Linked DNA regions of Sus scrofa: region 1 is linked to region 2. The links are chromatin contacts, called in public HiChIP or PLAC-seq maps. All regions are on one chromosome and are shown on one strand. The core of a region is the stretch at or near the end of the contact, and the rest is flanking DNA. Distances in the headings are between cores, read along the strand shown. Region 1 holds the start of LOC110260401. Region 2 holds the start of PSCA (prostate stem cell antigen).

The links. HiChIP or PLAC-seq counts read pairs in DNA pulled down with a chosen protein or histone mark.
Region 1: a contact with region 2 is called in an H3K27ac HiChIP or PLAC-seq map of skeletal muscle. The contact joins the promoter of LOC110260401 here to the promoter of PSCA in region 2. A contact is called at or near these places in 1 of 47 Hi-C or Micro-C datasets (skeletal muscle) and 1 of 2 datasets of contacts at active chromatin or transcription factors (skeletal muscle).

The regions. Positions count from the first base shown.
Region 1 is chr4:1,514,147-1,521,299 of Sscrofa11.1, reverse strand. LOC110260401 reads left to right here and starts at 3,347. Exons shown (of 3, transcript XM_021090361.1): 1 at 3,347-3,696; 2 at 7,038-7,149. The coding sequence starts at 3,347. It overlaps ARC (activity-regulated cytoskeleton-associated protein), which reads right to left and starts at 3,314. Exons shown (of 3, transcript XM_021088786.1): 1 at 1,321-3,314; 2 at 921-1,062; 3 at 1-706. The coding sequence starts at 3,120. The coding sequence ends at 1,930.
Region 2 is chr4:1,480,241-1,487,095 of Sscrofa11.1, reverse strand. It overlaps PSCA (prostate stem cell antigen), which reads left to right and starts at 2,851. Exons shown (of 3, transcript XM_021088785.1): 1 at 2,851-4,807; 2 at 5,758-5,865; 3 at 6,494-6,855. The coding sequence starts at 4,756. The coding sequence ends at 6,711. All of the region lies in intron 1 of JRK (jerky protein homolog), which reads right to left.

The DNA of each region.
Region 1 (7,153 bases), core at 2,098-4,597, 34 kb before region 2:
GGGGGACAGGGAGTTGGCCACACCCTCTTGAGGCCCCGGGGCCTCCCTGCAGCCTGTGCCAGCCTAGGAGTATGGGTTATGGCTTATGTGCAAAAATAAAATCTGGGGGGCTGGCAGGGCATGGGATGGAGCAGCTGGCAGAGTTACCTGCAGATAGTCCCCCAAATCTGGGAACACCCAGTAGACAGGCAGAAAGGCGAACCCTCAACCTGGGCCTGCTCAGGCTGCAGCCACAAGCGGCCGGCCAGCACCAGGGTGTTGGTGCCAGGGGAGGCGGGGGTCTGGGCCTGGGCGACACCGCAGGGCGCCCATGTGGGCCCCAGGAGCAAAGGCTCCGGGGCCTCCTGGGGCTGGGCTCGGGGCCACCGGGCAGGGGCAGGGGCTGCGGCCTCAGCCCCCGGCCTCGTGGAAAGCTCTGGCAGGAGAGGATGGCCGCGCAGCGGGCTGGGGTTCCGGGGCTGGAGCGAGACCGGGGCCGGGGTAGCCGACTCAACTCCAGCAGCAGGGGCCTTGGGGGCGGGCAGTGGGGGCCGGCGGGGCGGGCATGTGGCAGGCCCTGGCCCTCACGCTGGCTCATCTTTGCCACCAGCTCCCTGCGGGGCGCCCGCCTCTCGTGGCCTCGGACTTCTCCCGGGCAGGCAGCTTGCGGCGGGAGAAGAGGGCGGCGCCTGGCGCAGCAGCGAAGGCTCTGCAGGAGCCTAGAGACCTGAAAGGAAGGAGACCCGATGGTCAGGGGCGGGTGCAGGCCCGGAGATGCTCCGCCCGAAGCTCCTGCCGAGGACCTAAAGGGGCGGCCCTCCCGGGGCGGGACTCCCGGGGTCCCGGAGGCCTGGGGGAGGGGTCTGGGGAGGGTCTCGAGGGTGGCTGATGAGGACAGCTGAGGGACAGGGTCTCAGGTGGGAGGCCTGGGGCTGCCCTACCTGTTGTCACTCTCCTGGCTCCGAGGGCCGGCTGCTGCCTCAGCCGGTTTGAGGACTCGGGCCCTGTGGGACCTTCCACCTGCCACGGGTGAGACATGGAGCGGGGCTCGGTCCCTCTCCAGGCTGGCGTGAGTCACTGGCGCTGGGGCGAGAGAGAAAACACCGTCCCTGTGAGAGCTGGCTCAGCAAACTCCCCTGGCCCTGCCTCCCAGCCCAGCCCCGGTCCCTGGTCCCCAGGGTCCCTGCGCCCTCCCCGCCTCCCCCGCCATGCCTCCCGCCCACCCCATCCCCAAGCTGTTAACTTTCAGGGCAGCCTCTGAGCCTCGCGGGCTCCCCTGGAAAGTGGCCCTCCTGGCTCTACGGTGCCCCCTGGTGGTGGTGCCATGGGGCAGAGGCTCACCTGAGGGGCCAGGAGGCACCAGGATGCCAGGTCTGTGGCTGCCACTGCTGCTGCTGCATTTTCAGCTTCGGCTCTCCTCCAGGACAAGGGAGCCAGGCTGCCCGAGGCTGGCCAGCCGCCCTGGGCGGCAGCAGGGGTGCCAGCCGGCTGCGCGGAGACTGCCAGGAGAGGTGGAATCCCCGAAGCCCAGGCTCCCGGGGCACTGGTTCTGCCTGAGCGTCTGCTCTGGAGCTTCCCTTGAGCTCGGTGCCTATTGGCCTGGGTCATCGGGACACTTGGTTTCCGGGTGCCCAGGAGGCCGGGGCATGGAGCAGAATGAGGAAGCTGGCATGGCCTGAGAGTATGGAGGGGGGTCACCGGCTCGGAGTCAGGGAAGACAGACGGAGAGAGGGTGAGGGGCAGGGCCCTCCAGGGAAAGGGGGTCCTTTGCTGTTTTGGGGACACTGCCCACATCTGGACGACACATGTCTGTTCAAGCCAGGCTAGGAGGCTAAGGTGGGCGCCCAGCTGGGTGAAGACGAGGGCGCCCCCTGTGGGGGTCAGCCCGCTCGGAAGTCCTGGTGGGCAAAGGCCACGGTGGGCGGGCGGGGGAGGGGGGCCCGGCACCCTCTACTCGGGCTGGGTCCGGTCACTGGCTACGGACTCGTTGGTGAGGGCCGGCGTGAGGGCCTCCCTCTCCTCCTCAGCGGGCAGACGGGGGCCGGCGGGCTCGGCCGCCTGCTCCAGGCCGTCCTGCACCTCCATGCCCTTCTGGATGAGCTGCTCCAGGGTCTTGGGCAGCGGGGGGCGCAGGAAACGCTTGAGTTTGGGCTGCAGGGTGCCCACCACGTACTGGATAATCTCCTCCTCCTCGGCGTCCACATACAGCGTCTGGTACAGGTCCCGCTTGCGCCACAGGAACTGGTCCAGCGGCTCTCCCTGCTTCTGCGGCAGGTCCAGCTCCCGCTGGATGGCCTCTCGGGACAGCGCGCCCTCGCTGTACTGCAGGAATTCCTTCTTGAACTCCACCCAGTTCTTCACCGAGCCCTGCTTGTATTCCCACCACTTCTTGGCCGGTCCGTTCATGTGGTTCTGGATCTGAGACAGCCAGTACTCCTCGGAGCCGCCCACCTGTCGCAGGTACTCCTCCAGGTGGCTGAGGAACTCCCTCGGGTCCTCGAAGATCTGCGTGTCCACGCCAGGGCTCGACTGCCCCTCCTCTCCCGGCCCCCAGGGCGGGTACTGCTGGGCCTCCACGGCCTCCTGCCCGGGCAGCTCGCCCGCAGCCGGCGGCGGGGTGATGGCATAGGGGCTGACGGTGTAGTCATAGTTGTCAGCCTCCGGGCAGTAGCTCTCGGGACCCCCGACACCCACGGAGACGGTGTGGCGGGCGGGATCGCTGCCCACCGGGTACTTGCCGCCCGAAGACTCCAGGCGGTCGGCCCACCTCTCCAGCCGGTAGAAGACCTCGCGCCACACGTGCATCTCCCGCTTGACCCAGCGCTCCAGGTTGGCGATGGTCTCCTGGCAGCGGCACAGGCAGGCCTTGATGGACTTCTTCCAGCGCTGCGAGTCGCCGGTGGGCACGTAGCCGTCCAGGTTGCTCTCCAGCTTGCCCACCGACCGGTGCAGCCCCTTCAGCTCCCGCTCCACCTGCTTGGACACCTCGGCCAGCAGGTGCCGGTGGGTCCTCCGCACGTGCTCCAGCATCTCCGCTCGGCACTTACCGATCTGCAGGATCACGTTGGGCTTGGCCGCTGGCGCGCCGCGGGGCCCGGGGTAGGCGTGGAGGCCGCCAGTCGTCCTGTGGTCCAGCTCCATCTGCTCGCAGGTGGCCGCGGCGCTCGGACAGGCGGGAGGCGGGGGCTGCCCAGTCCTTCTGGAGCCGACGAGGGGCTGCTGGGGACTGGCTGGCGGAGCTGCCGGCGGCGGTGGGTCCCGCGGACGAGCGCCTGCGTCCCGGAGGGTCCGGCTCGGCGGCGGCAGGGCTGGCTCGGGAGGAGGAAGCTCCGGAGCTCTGCGCCCAGCCTCGGCAGCCGGGCCTTTTATGCCGCCGGAGAGGCCCGTGGGCGGCCCCGTCGCCGAGCCCCGGCTCCCATTGGTCCAGGCGCAGGCTCCCCGCCCGCGCCCCCCTCCCCGCCGGCTGCCGGCCCGCCTCCCCGCGCCCACGCGCGCTCCCCGGCGGAGCGAGGACCCACCCCCCGCACACTCGGCGGCCGGGGTGACTAATGCGCCCGCTCGCTCTCACCGCCCCCTCCCCGGACTCATTCAGCCCCGCGGACCCAAGGGACCGAGCTGGGGACGGGCCCCGCCCCCCGGCCGGCGGCCCGGCGGGCGACCCGGTGTGCCCTGCCCGGAGGGGCCTGCGGCCGGGCGTTCCGCTGCCCCCACCCAAAGGTAAGGAGGAAGCCCCTCCCCAGGGCCTCAGGGTCGGGCGGCTTCCTCCTGTGGCCGCGCTCTGCTCGCAGGGGGGCGGGTGGTGCTGAACCCCTGACCGCCCGCCCCGCAGACCCTGCCCCTGCCCGGTCGGCGTTGGCAGGAAGCTGGGCCACAGACGAGACCTGGCGACGACCCAACACTCGGACCCTCTTTCCCTGAGCCAAAGACTCCAAGGAGTCTTCGTGTGCACACACGCCTGTGCACACACACACACAACACACACACTCCCAAGTGTCAGGTGTGTTCCCAGGTGTGCGGCCTCGAGCTGCTGTCTGTCCCTGCCCCAGGGGCCCTTGAGTTCAGGCCCTGGGGGGCTGGTCCTGTGCCCTGTGTGAGGGATGCGTCCCACCCCACCACCCCGCCACCCCGCCCCAGGGCCCCTGGCATTGGTCTGGGTGTGTGCCACCATGTGACAATAGCTGGACAGGACTGCCTGGTGCCCCCACTCCCCAGTCTTTGCTGGGGCCGGGGACCTCTCTGCTCAATGCCACCAGGGGAATCTGGAAATTGCTCTCATGGGCGGTGGGGGAGATGGAGGGGTCCTGCCACCCACTGCAGGGCACAGGCCCTGAACCCCCAGGCCGCAGCGGGAACCCTTCAGAAGCTCCAAGACTTCCAATAGGATGGGGTGGGGGGAACAGGAGGAGGGGGAGAAGGTGGGTGCTGGCAGCCTGGTGCAGTGGCAGAGGCAGAGAGAAGCAGAACACCATATAAGGAGCGGGGCTCCGGAAGCTGAGATTCCCTCGGAGGGAGGCCCCTCCTGCCTCCCTGGCAACAGCGCTGGGGAAGGGACAGCCTCCTGGGTCCCCGTGACGAATGGGTGTGGGTCCCTGGGGCCTGGGCTGTTCTGTAGGTGCCACTGCCCACAGCCACACTCAGCCAAGGCCAGTGGAGATGCCTTAGCCCTACTCACACTCACACGCTCGCACTGCACACTCACCCCCCCCCACTCAAACCTCTCCTGGAACACTCATCCCCACCCCGGCCCGCAATACTCATCCCTCCCCCCACCCAGCCTCCCCCGGTGTCACCCCCACACACAAGGCCGCTCCCACACGCTCTGGAATCCCCGCTCCCAGCCCCTTAGAGGCCCCCCTCCCTCCCGGGAGCACCCCCGGAGCCCATCTGTTCCCTCCTCTTCCTCTGTGAGCTTTCACCCCTGGGGGGGGGATGCCTTTCTGGTAAAAACTCCCCCCAAGTCGCTCTCCTGGCATTTCTAATTAAAGGCAAGTGGGTGGGCAGAGAGGGGAGGGTGGAGGGGCAGCCAGAGCGGGGAGGGGGAGCCCACAAAGAAGCTGCGAGAAAGGAATCCCAAGCAGGAGGTGGCCGCAGGCAGCGTGTGCCCATTTGTAAGGTGTCTGTGCAGCGGTGAGTGGGGCCGGTCACCTCAGGGCCTAAGTGCAGCCGAGAGCCTGCCACCAGGTCTGGGCTGAGTGCAGGCCTGCGTCTGAGGGCCCCTGGTCAGGAAAGGCGTGCCAGGAGCGGGCTGGACAGGGCCACACTTGTGCTCGTGTGTGCTCGTGTGTGTGTGTGTGTGTGTGTGTGTGTGTGTATGTGTGTATTTGTGCAGTGGGAGTGCCAGAGCCATTCTGTGAGTGACCAGGGGCCACCCCTCCCCCCCACCAGGCCGTGGCCCCCGAGGGCACGGCCAGGCAGGCCCAGGTCCCCTGACCTGCTGGGCGGCCTGGGCAGACTGGAAGGGGGCATTGCTGTTGGTGGGGGGCGGGGGCGGGAGAGGCTCTCTGCGGGCTCCGGGTCGACCCAGACCATCGGGACCCTGTGCACGTGGAGGGCACAGCCCGGCAGAAGGCAGCCTGCACTGCCAGGGCTGTGGTGACAGGTGACAGGCCACAGCCGCTGCTCAGGGAACACTTAATCGCTGCCCAATTATCGCCCCAGAAGCCCTCTGCAAACCCCCGCATTGCAGCCTTAGGCTCCTTCTTCCGCCTCCGGAAAAGAGGGCTGGCCAGCTCCCTAGGCTGGGGGGGCCGCCCCCACCCTGCTCCTCCACGCCCCCTCCCCCGCAAGCAGGGGCGATGGCACAGAGGGGGGGCCTTCAGCCCCCAGCCTCACCCAGAGCAGGACGGCTCAGCGCGGCTGGCTGTGGAGGGGCAGGTGGAGCGGGGAGCTGGACCTCTGCAAGGAGGGGGCAACGTCGGCCCCCCAACTCTCAGAGCCCAGCTGGTCTGCTGCTCCTCAGGCCGGACAGCTCCAGAGGGCTCGCCTGCCTTAGAAGGAGGGGCTGGGGGGGGGGCGACCGCAGGGATCCAAGCAGCCCCCATTCCGAGCTTCTGACCCTCTGCCCTTAGGCTCCAGGCTCCCAGACCCCCAGTGCTGCTCACGTGCTGCTAAGATCTTCTTTCAGGATGGGGTCTCCCCACAAATGCACAGCCTCAGGGAACCCTACTTTTCCCCAAACAGAGCCTGGCCTCCAGCCTCCCCAGGCAGCCCCTCTCGCCCGGCAGCACCCACCTTCCGCCTTCCCCCCAGAGCTTACACCTGCCTCGGCAGACCCGTCAGGGCTGGCCCCTGGCCCCCACTGCCTGGGCCCCAGATGGCAGGGGGGCCCCTCAGCAGGGCAGGGCAGGCCATCCAGGCCCCAGGCCTCCTCCCTTGCACCCCTTCTGGGGGCTAGAGTGTGTTCTGGGAGCCAGAGTTCACCTGCCTCCAGAGCAGGGCCTGGGCCACAGCCCAGTGGCCTCCCAGCAGCCTCGCCGCCATCCTGACCATGCAGGGTCCCACCTGGTGTTGGCGGTTGGCACCACTTAGCACCCGGCTCGTGCACGCAACTCCTTAGGGGCAGAGCCCGCCGCCCGCGAGCTCACACACCTCACACCTCTCCATGTGCAGCATCCCCTGATCAGTGCCACTTCCTGGGGGACCCCGTGGCACCACCTCTGGAGAAAGAGCGGGGTCTGCCCCTCAGTCTCGCCCTTCCTGCTCGGCTCTGCCCTCTGATCGGGAGCCCACCCTCCCCATGCACCCACTGCCTGTCCTGCCCCCTGTGGGGCCATCCTGGGTCACATGGCCTCATCCCATCTCTGCTGCCCCCCCCCAGAGGACTGAGCCGGCCATGTGCCCGCAAGGAGCTGCCCACGTTCCAGGCTGTTGGCTGGCATTTCCTGGTGGTGAGCCGCCTGGCCATCCCGGCCCCGGCGGCCCAATGCTGCGGATCTGCCCACTTCGGCCGCAGCCTGCTCCTGGCCCCTCGCCCTGCCCCGGGCTCCCTGCACTGGGCCACTTCTCCCTTCTGCCTAAACCCAGGCCACCCCAGCGGCTGCCTCCTCCTCACTCGGCAGGGACAAGGCGGTTAAAGCTGGGGGCAGCTCTGGCACCTGGGCCCTGTCTGCACCCTCACAGCTGAGACGCCGGATCCTGGAGCGGGGCCTGGCCTGGAGCGCACCCATTCGGGTGA
Region 2 (6,855 bases), core at 1,602-4,101:
TGACACAGGGTGGAGTGTGGGCCTTGAAGATGGAGGAAGGGGCCCAGAGCCAAGGGATGCAGGACCTCTGGGAGCTGGAAGAAGCAAGGAGCCATGCAGAAAGGAACCGGCTCTGCTGACATCTTCATTAAAATACATCAGACGCGGAGTTCCCGTCGAGGCGCAGTGGTTAACATAATCCGACTAGGAACCGTGAGGTTGCGGGTGCGATCCCTGGCCTCGCTCAGTGGGTTAAGGATCCTGCGTTGCTGTGGCTGTCATGTAGGCTGGCACCTGTAGCTCCGATTCTCCTCCTAACCTGGGAACCTCCATATGCCGAGGGTGTGGCCCTAGAAAATACAAAAAAAAAAACAAAACAAAACAACAACAACAAAACCCATTATTTAAAAAAATAAAATAAAATAAAATACATCAGGCTCCATCAGACTCACGTCAGACTGCTGACCTCCAGAAATATGAGATAATAAATGCGCGGTGCTTTAAGCCAAGTTTACAGTCCTTTACAGCAGCAACGGGGAACTGAGATAGATTTCACTAGCTCCCTCCCCTTCGGTTCACTTTCTACCCTGGGCTCCCAGGACGCTCCCTGGTCCTCCTTCCTCAGCCTCCCCTGCCGATTCCCAGCCTGCCAGCTTCACACATGAGCTCTTGTCTCTGTCCACACCCACTCCTGGGATCACCTCCAGCCTCATGGCTCTGCAAACCAGCCAAGTCAGGCAGCTCGCAAATTCATGTCTCCTGCCGGGACCTCGACCGCAAACTCTAGACGCCCAAGCCCTACCCAGCGTTCCCACAAAGGCTTCTAACAGGCCCCTCGAGCCCAGCATTTCTAAATCTCAGCTCACACCCCTCCTGCCTAGCCTTTCTCCGTCTCCGTGCTCACCACTGTAGGGATGGGAACGCCACCGCGCCCTCTCTTTGTGACACTCTGCTGCCACCTCGTGGGTACAGGATCATAGGCATCCCCCAGAACCTGCCAGGGGCTCCCCTAGATGCTCCCACCATCATGCTCAGACCCACGGGCCTTGTCTCAAGGACTGAGTCCCCTCTGGCAGAGAGGAGGGACCAGGGAGGGAGGAGGGAAGGCAGAACATCCCCTGGGGCGTCATGAAGCCTGGCACTGCCCCCACCCCCAAGTGCTGCCCCAACGCACAGGCTCAGGCCCCCAGACAGCAACTGACCAATCACAGGAAAGTGTCTCCCAACGTGAAAGGGGTTCCCGGCTGTGGTTTTGCAACTGACATCCCATCTTCCTTTTAAAAAATTGCTCTGGGAGCTCCCGTGGTGGTTCAGTGGTAATGAACCTGACTTGTAACCATGAGGATGCAAGTTCGATCCCTGGCCTCCCTCAGTGGGTTAAGGATCCAGCGTTGCCATGAGCCGTGGTGTAGGTCACAGACGTGGCTCAGATCTGGCGTTGCTGTGGCCTCAGCATAGGCCGGCAGCTGTAGCTCCAATTCGACCCCAAGCCTGGGAACTTACACATGCCTGGACTGCAGCCCTCAAAAGACCAAAAAGCAAAAAATTCTTCTGCATAAAATAGTGGGTTATCCAAAAATGATGTCCATTCAAGCGTGGGTGGGGCCGTGCGGCAGCCCCAGCAAGCCACTGTGCCCTGTAACCCTGTGAGGCGGGGTCTGCTGCTGCCCACCCTGCCTCCCCAGAACCGCCCCCGCCCCCACTGGTCCTCCTGCCCCGGCTTCCCCTTCTGGGGAGATCAGGGAAACTCCCGAGCTATGTGAACAGGCAGGATCTCCAGGGAACGCAACTGGTGGGGGCCACGAAGGAACAGGAAAGTCTGGAGTCCCAGGGGTGGCTGCAGGGCAGAGGAAAGGAAGGGGCTAAGGGTGAGTCACAGCTCAGCCACACCCTCAGCCTGGCCGCCCAGCGGAGACTGCAGGGGCTGCTCTCTGTGTCAGGCCTTCCCGGAAAGCAGGGCCGCCAAAGGGCCCCGGCTCAGTGGGCTCAGGGGGGACTGTGCCAGTGTGTGCCCAAAGCATGAACGGCAGGGGACGGGGCTCAGAGAGGGACCCGGATGTGGGCTCAGTGTGGGACCGGGGACGGGGCTCGGACTTGATCCCAGTGAGAGCTCCGCTTGGGGCCGAGTCAGATGTCACTGTGATCAGCACGGCACTTGAGAGCTGTCTCTCGGGCGTCCGTATTTGAGCTGTGACCACTGGACCGTCTGTCTCCACCTGGGCCGCCACAGCAAAATAGTCAGTCGGGTCGCGTAGACAAGTCATTTTTTCTCACAGCTCTGGGTGCTGGCGGTCTGAGGTCAGGGACCCCCGAGGACGGCTTCCCGCTGTGCACACGGCTCCCTCACTGCACCCCCACGTGTGGAGGGAGAGCTGGTGCCCGTCTTACAGGGTCACCAAGTCCCATCATGGGTCCCCAACTTCACGACCTCATCAAACCCCGATTACTTCCCAGAGGCCAGGTCTCTGAGACCCGCTGGGGGGCAGGGCCTCGCCGTGTGGACAGAGGAGGAGGCGATTCGGAGCACAGCCCCCGGCTCCAGGTTCCCGTCTCCTTCTCACACGCAGGGCGCTCTCTTTTCATCCCAGCAACCCCTAACGCCTTAACTCACCAACACCAACGTCAAAAGCCCAGGTCTGGAGTTCCTGTTGTGGCGCAGTGGTTAACGAATCCGACTAGGAACCAGGAGGTTGCGGGTTCGATCCCTGGCCTTGCTCAGTGGGTTAACGATCCCGTGTTGCCTTGAGCTGTGGTGTAGGTCGCAGACGCAGCTCGGATCCCGTGTGGCTGTGGCTGTGGTGAAGGCTGGCAGCTACAGCTCCGATTTGACCCCTAGCCTGGGAACCTCCATATGCCACGGGAGCGGCCCAAGAAATGGCAAAAAGACCAAAAAAAAAAAAAAAAGCCCAGGTCTCATCTCTACCAGACGTGGTTGAGAGTCGAGATAGGAGTTGTTCTGGCAAATTCCTCTGTGACTGTGAATCCATGAAATCAGACAAGCTACGTGCCCCCAGATACAAGTGGGACCCGCCCGGGACAAACATTCCCATCACAAGGGGACAAATCAGAAGGAAGGGTGGTGGGTCCCACCCCGGCAAAGCAGAGGTCAGGGGCTATTTAGTCTGGAGACGGGTCCTGCCGACTTGGTCCCCTCCCCCCACCACGGCCTGGAGCAGCCTCTTCCCCTGGCTCTGGTCGGTTCGGCCAGACTCAGCCCACAGCCCTGCCAAGGCTCCCTGTGCCCTGCACAGTGCTGAGCAGCAGTCTTGGGCTGCACCCCTGGGAGCCAGGAGCACCCCCGGTTAGAACAACGGAAAATGTCTTTGGGCACAGCCACGTATCCCCTGGCACAGAAACACCCCTGTTTGAGACCTACAGACTCCAGGAATCACTTCATATCAAATCAGATCGACAAACATTTAAGCACCTGTCAATATTTAAAGAATGAATGTTCCAGCCTGGTGCTAGGTGCTAAGAGCCCTGAACACAAACAGATAAGAAGGGCCCCAGTCCAGGGCACCCCAGCCCTGGTGATGAGGGGCAGACAGACAGCCCCACATGGAAACAGTGAAATCATAAATGTTTTACTTTCCACGTGAGGCTCTGGAGCCGAGGGGCTGGGGGCTGGGCCTCTTCTGAGAGAAAGTTCCAGGTGGGCAGCAGGCAAGGAAGGGGTGCGGGTGAGGAGCCACCCCCACCCCTGTGTGACCTCAAGCGTGTTCCCCTCGACTCTGGGCCCTGGGATCCGAGGAACGGAGCCTGGCCTGGTGGGAGGAGTAGGGGCCTGGTGGGGGGACCCCGGATCTCCAGCCACCCCAGCCCACCCTGCCCTGTCATCCTGCTCCCGGGCCCGCCCAGCTGGAGCCCCTGGCCCCTGCCTCACTCCTTGGCAACATCCTCCCAGTGTCTGACACACCCTGGACCAGCTTCCAGGGGTAAATCCAGGCGCTGAGGCCGTCCGCAGGGCCTGATCGGCGTCCTCCCGCGGGAGAGGGACTGTCAGCTCCAGAGCCGCGCTGGGGCCAGCAGGCAGCAGGTGTGGCCTGTGCCCGCCAGCTCCCGGCCAGACCCTCCAGAAGCCCAGGGAGGCTGCTGACAGAGGGAGGGTCAGGTTGAGAGAGAAAACAGGGACGACCCCCTGCCCAGGAACCGAGGGACGAGGGGCAGAGGCGGTTACCAGAGGCTGGCGGGAGCCTGCGTGATGGGAGGGGCTCGTCAGGAAAGGGAGCCCCTGCCACCTCGGCCCAGCCGTCAGGGTGAGGCAGAGAGGTGGCTGACCTCTGAACCTCCCCAGCTCAGGTCCTGGCCGGCGGAAGCCTTTATAGGGTCCTTATGGACACAGCCGGGTGGAGAGTGGGTCTGGGGTCCGGGTGGACAGTGTCCAGCCCAGGGCCGAGCTCTGCTAATTGTCTGCCACACTGATCAAGGCCTGTCACCTCCGTGGGACCTTAAGCCTTTTGGTCTTCGAGCCGAGGTGCGCGAAGGAGTGATGGAGTCTGGGGCGCTTGGAGATGGGGGCCTGGGCCTCACCCCGGCCCGGCTGAGACCTGGCCACGGTTGGGAAGTGTGGCCCCTGCCCACGGGCAGGCTCTGTCTTCCAGAAGCAGAAAGAGGACAAAGGGAGAGGAGGGTGTGGCCTGGCGGCTGCTGGACATTTGGAATCTGCCCCACCCCGGCCCTTGTCGCTTAGTGTCGACCGTGGGCAGCCACCTCCCCCGCCCCAGCAGAGCAGTATAAAACCACCCGAGGTCAGCTGCCCGCTGCCTGCCTGTGACCATGAAGCCTGTCCTCCTCGCCCTGTTAGCTGCTGGCTTGGCCCTGCCGCCAGGTGAGACCTCCGCCAGCCACGGGATAGGGCCAGGGGAGCGGGCTGGGCTGTGGACCCCTGGGGGGGGGGTGCAGAGAGGCAGAGAGAGAGGAGGAGGGGGCAGCGGCGGGAAGGAGGAGCCCCGCTGCTCTCGGCGCAGCCAGGGCCCTGGGTCTGTTTCTAACTGTCCCTCCAGTGGGGCCAGGCTGGCTGCTGGAGAGGCAGGCGGACAAGGGTGTGCAGAGAGCCTGCGGGGACACAGGGCACAGGGAAGAAGGGCCGTGGAGGGAAGAATGACTGGGTCCTGCTCCCCAGGCCCAGCACCAGCCTCCAAGGTGGGCGGCGAGGGCAGCGCGGGTCCCCGGGGGAGGGTGCAGCCTGCACTGTTCCCATCTGTACTCGGGCCTGGCTTGGTCTCCCCCAGCCCACCATCCCTGGGTGGCCAGTAAAGCTCTCAGGGCCTCGAGGTCCTCTTCTGGCCCGGAGGCCACTGGGGCTGGCCAGTGTGGGCGGGGCCAGGGCCCAGGGTTGGCCACACAGAGCCTGTTGGCACTGGGATGGCGTGGATCCCAGCTTCGTTGTTGTTTGGCCTGGAGGAGACCCTGCATCATGACAGCTGGGCCCCCCCCACCCCCGCCACCAGGACAGAGCAGGTCCGGCCGGGGGCTCATCTACAGGCTCCCAACCCAGGGAGGCAGGGTGGCCCGGGGGCACAGGCAATTCCAGGAAGGATCCTGTCCACCCGCCTTCACCTGCCCGGCGCCCGTCCCTCTGGGGCATTGTGACAGGCCCTTACAAGCAACTGGCTCAGGCGTAGCGCCCTCCCTGGAGGCCCCAGGGGTGCGGAAGCCACCAGACAGAGCTCCCTGCTGCGTGTGGCAGACAGATGAGAAAATGAGGTGCTTCCCCACCCCCGCCCCGCTCTATGGGAGGGCAGGCTGGGCAGCCTCTGAGCCCCCTGCCCCCCGCAGGCACCGCCCTGCAGTGCTACTCCTGCCAGGCCGAGGTCAGCAACGAGGACTGCCTGCACGTGCAGAACTGCAGCCGCTCCGAGACGGAGTGCTGGACCGAACGCATCCGTGAGTGGCCCTGCTGCCCCTGCAGGCCTCCCTGCGCCTTGCCCTGCCCCCTGCACCGTCCCCTCAACTCCGTGCCCCTTCCCCCCTTTGGCCGGGACTCAAGAGAGCCTGAGATCAGTCCCTTCAATAGAACTGTTCATCCTTCTGCCCACCCGTCCGCCCGCCTGCTTTCCCCCTGTCCACACAGTACAGTGCTCGTCCTCCCACCCCTTATGCCCCCACCCATCCTTCATCCATCCAGCCCCCCACCCACACATCCCTCCATGCATGCCCCCACCCCTTATCCCCCATCCATCCATCCCCCCAGCACCCCCGCATCCACCCCATCCCTCATCCGTCCCCCAGCCCCGACTCCTTATCCACCCACCCACCCTCCATCCATCACTCGTCCATCCATCAGCCCCGGGCTCCCCATCCGTCACTCGTCCATCCAGCCCTGCATTCACTCAGCCATTGTAGAGAAGGCCAGGCCCTGCCCTCACCCTGCTTGTAGTCTTGAGGTCGACCCAGGCTGACTCCAGAGGTGGGGTTAGAGCAGGGACAGGTGGGGGCCATGGGAGCTGGGGCGCGGCCAGCTGGGCGAGTCTCCGGACGCATCCCAGCCCCGAGGTCCCTGCCCCTCCCATAGGTGCTGTCGGTCTCCTGACCGTCATTAGCAAGGGCTGCAGCGCGCACTGCGTGGAGGACTCAGAGAACTACTACGTGGGCAAGAGGAACATCACGTGCTGCTCCACCGACCTGTGCAACGCCAGCGGGGCCCATGCCCTGCAGCCCGCCGCCGCCGGCGCCCTGGCGCTGCTCACCGCTCTTGGCGGGCTGCTGCTTGGGGGCCCCCACCAGCTGTAGGACCCAGGAGGACCCCGCTGTGCCCCTTGCTCACACTCCTGGGCCTGCCTCAGGTCGGCGATGCCCATCTGCCCTTTCCAGCACTCCCTGGCTGCCAGCCCCCCTGCCCGGCCTTCTGGGCGCTGGTGATGCGGGAACGCCCCG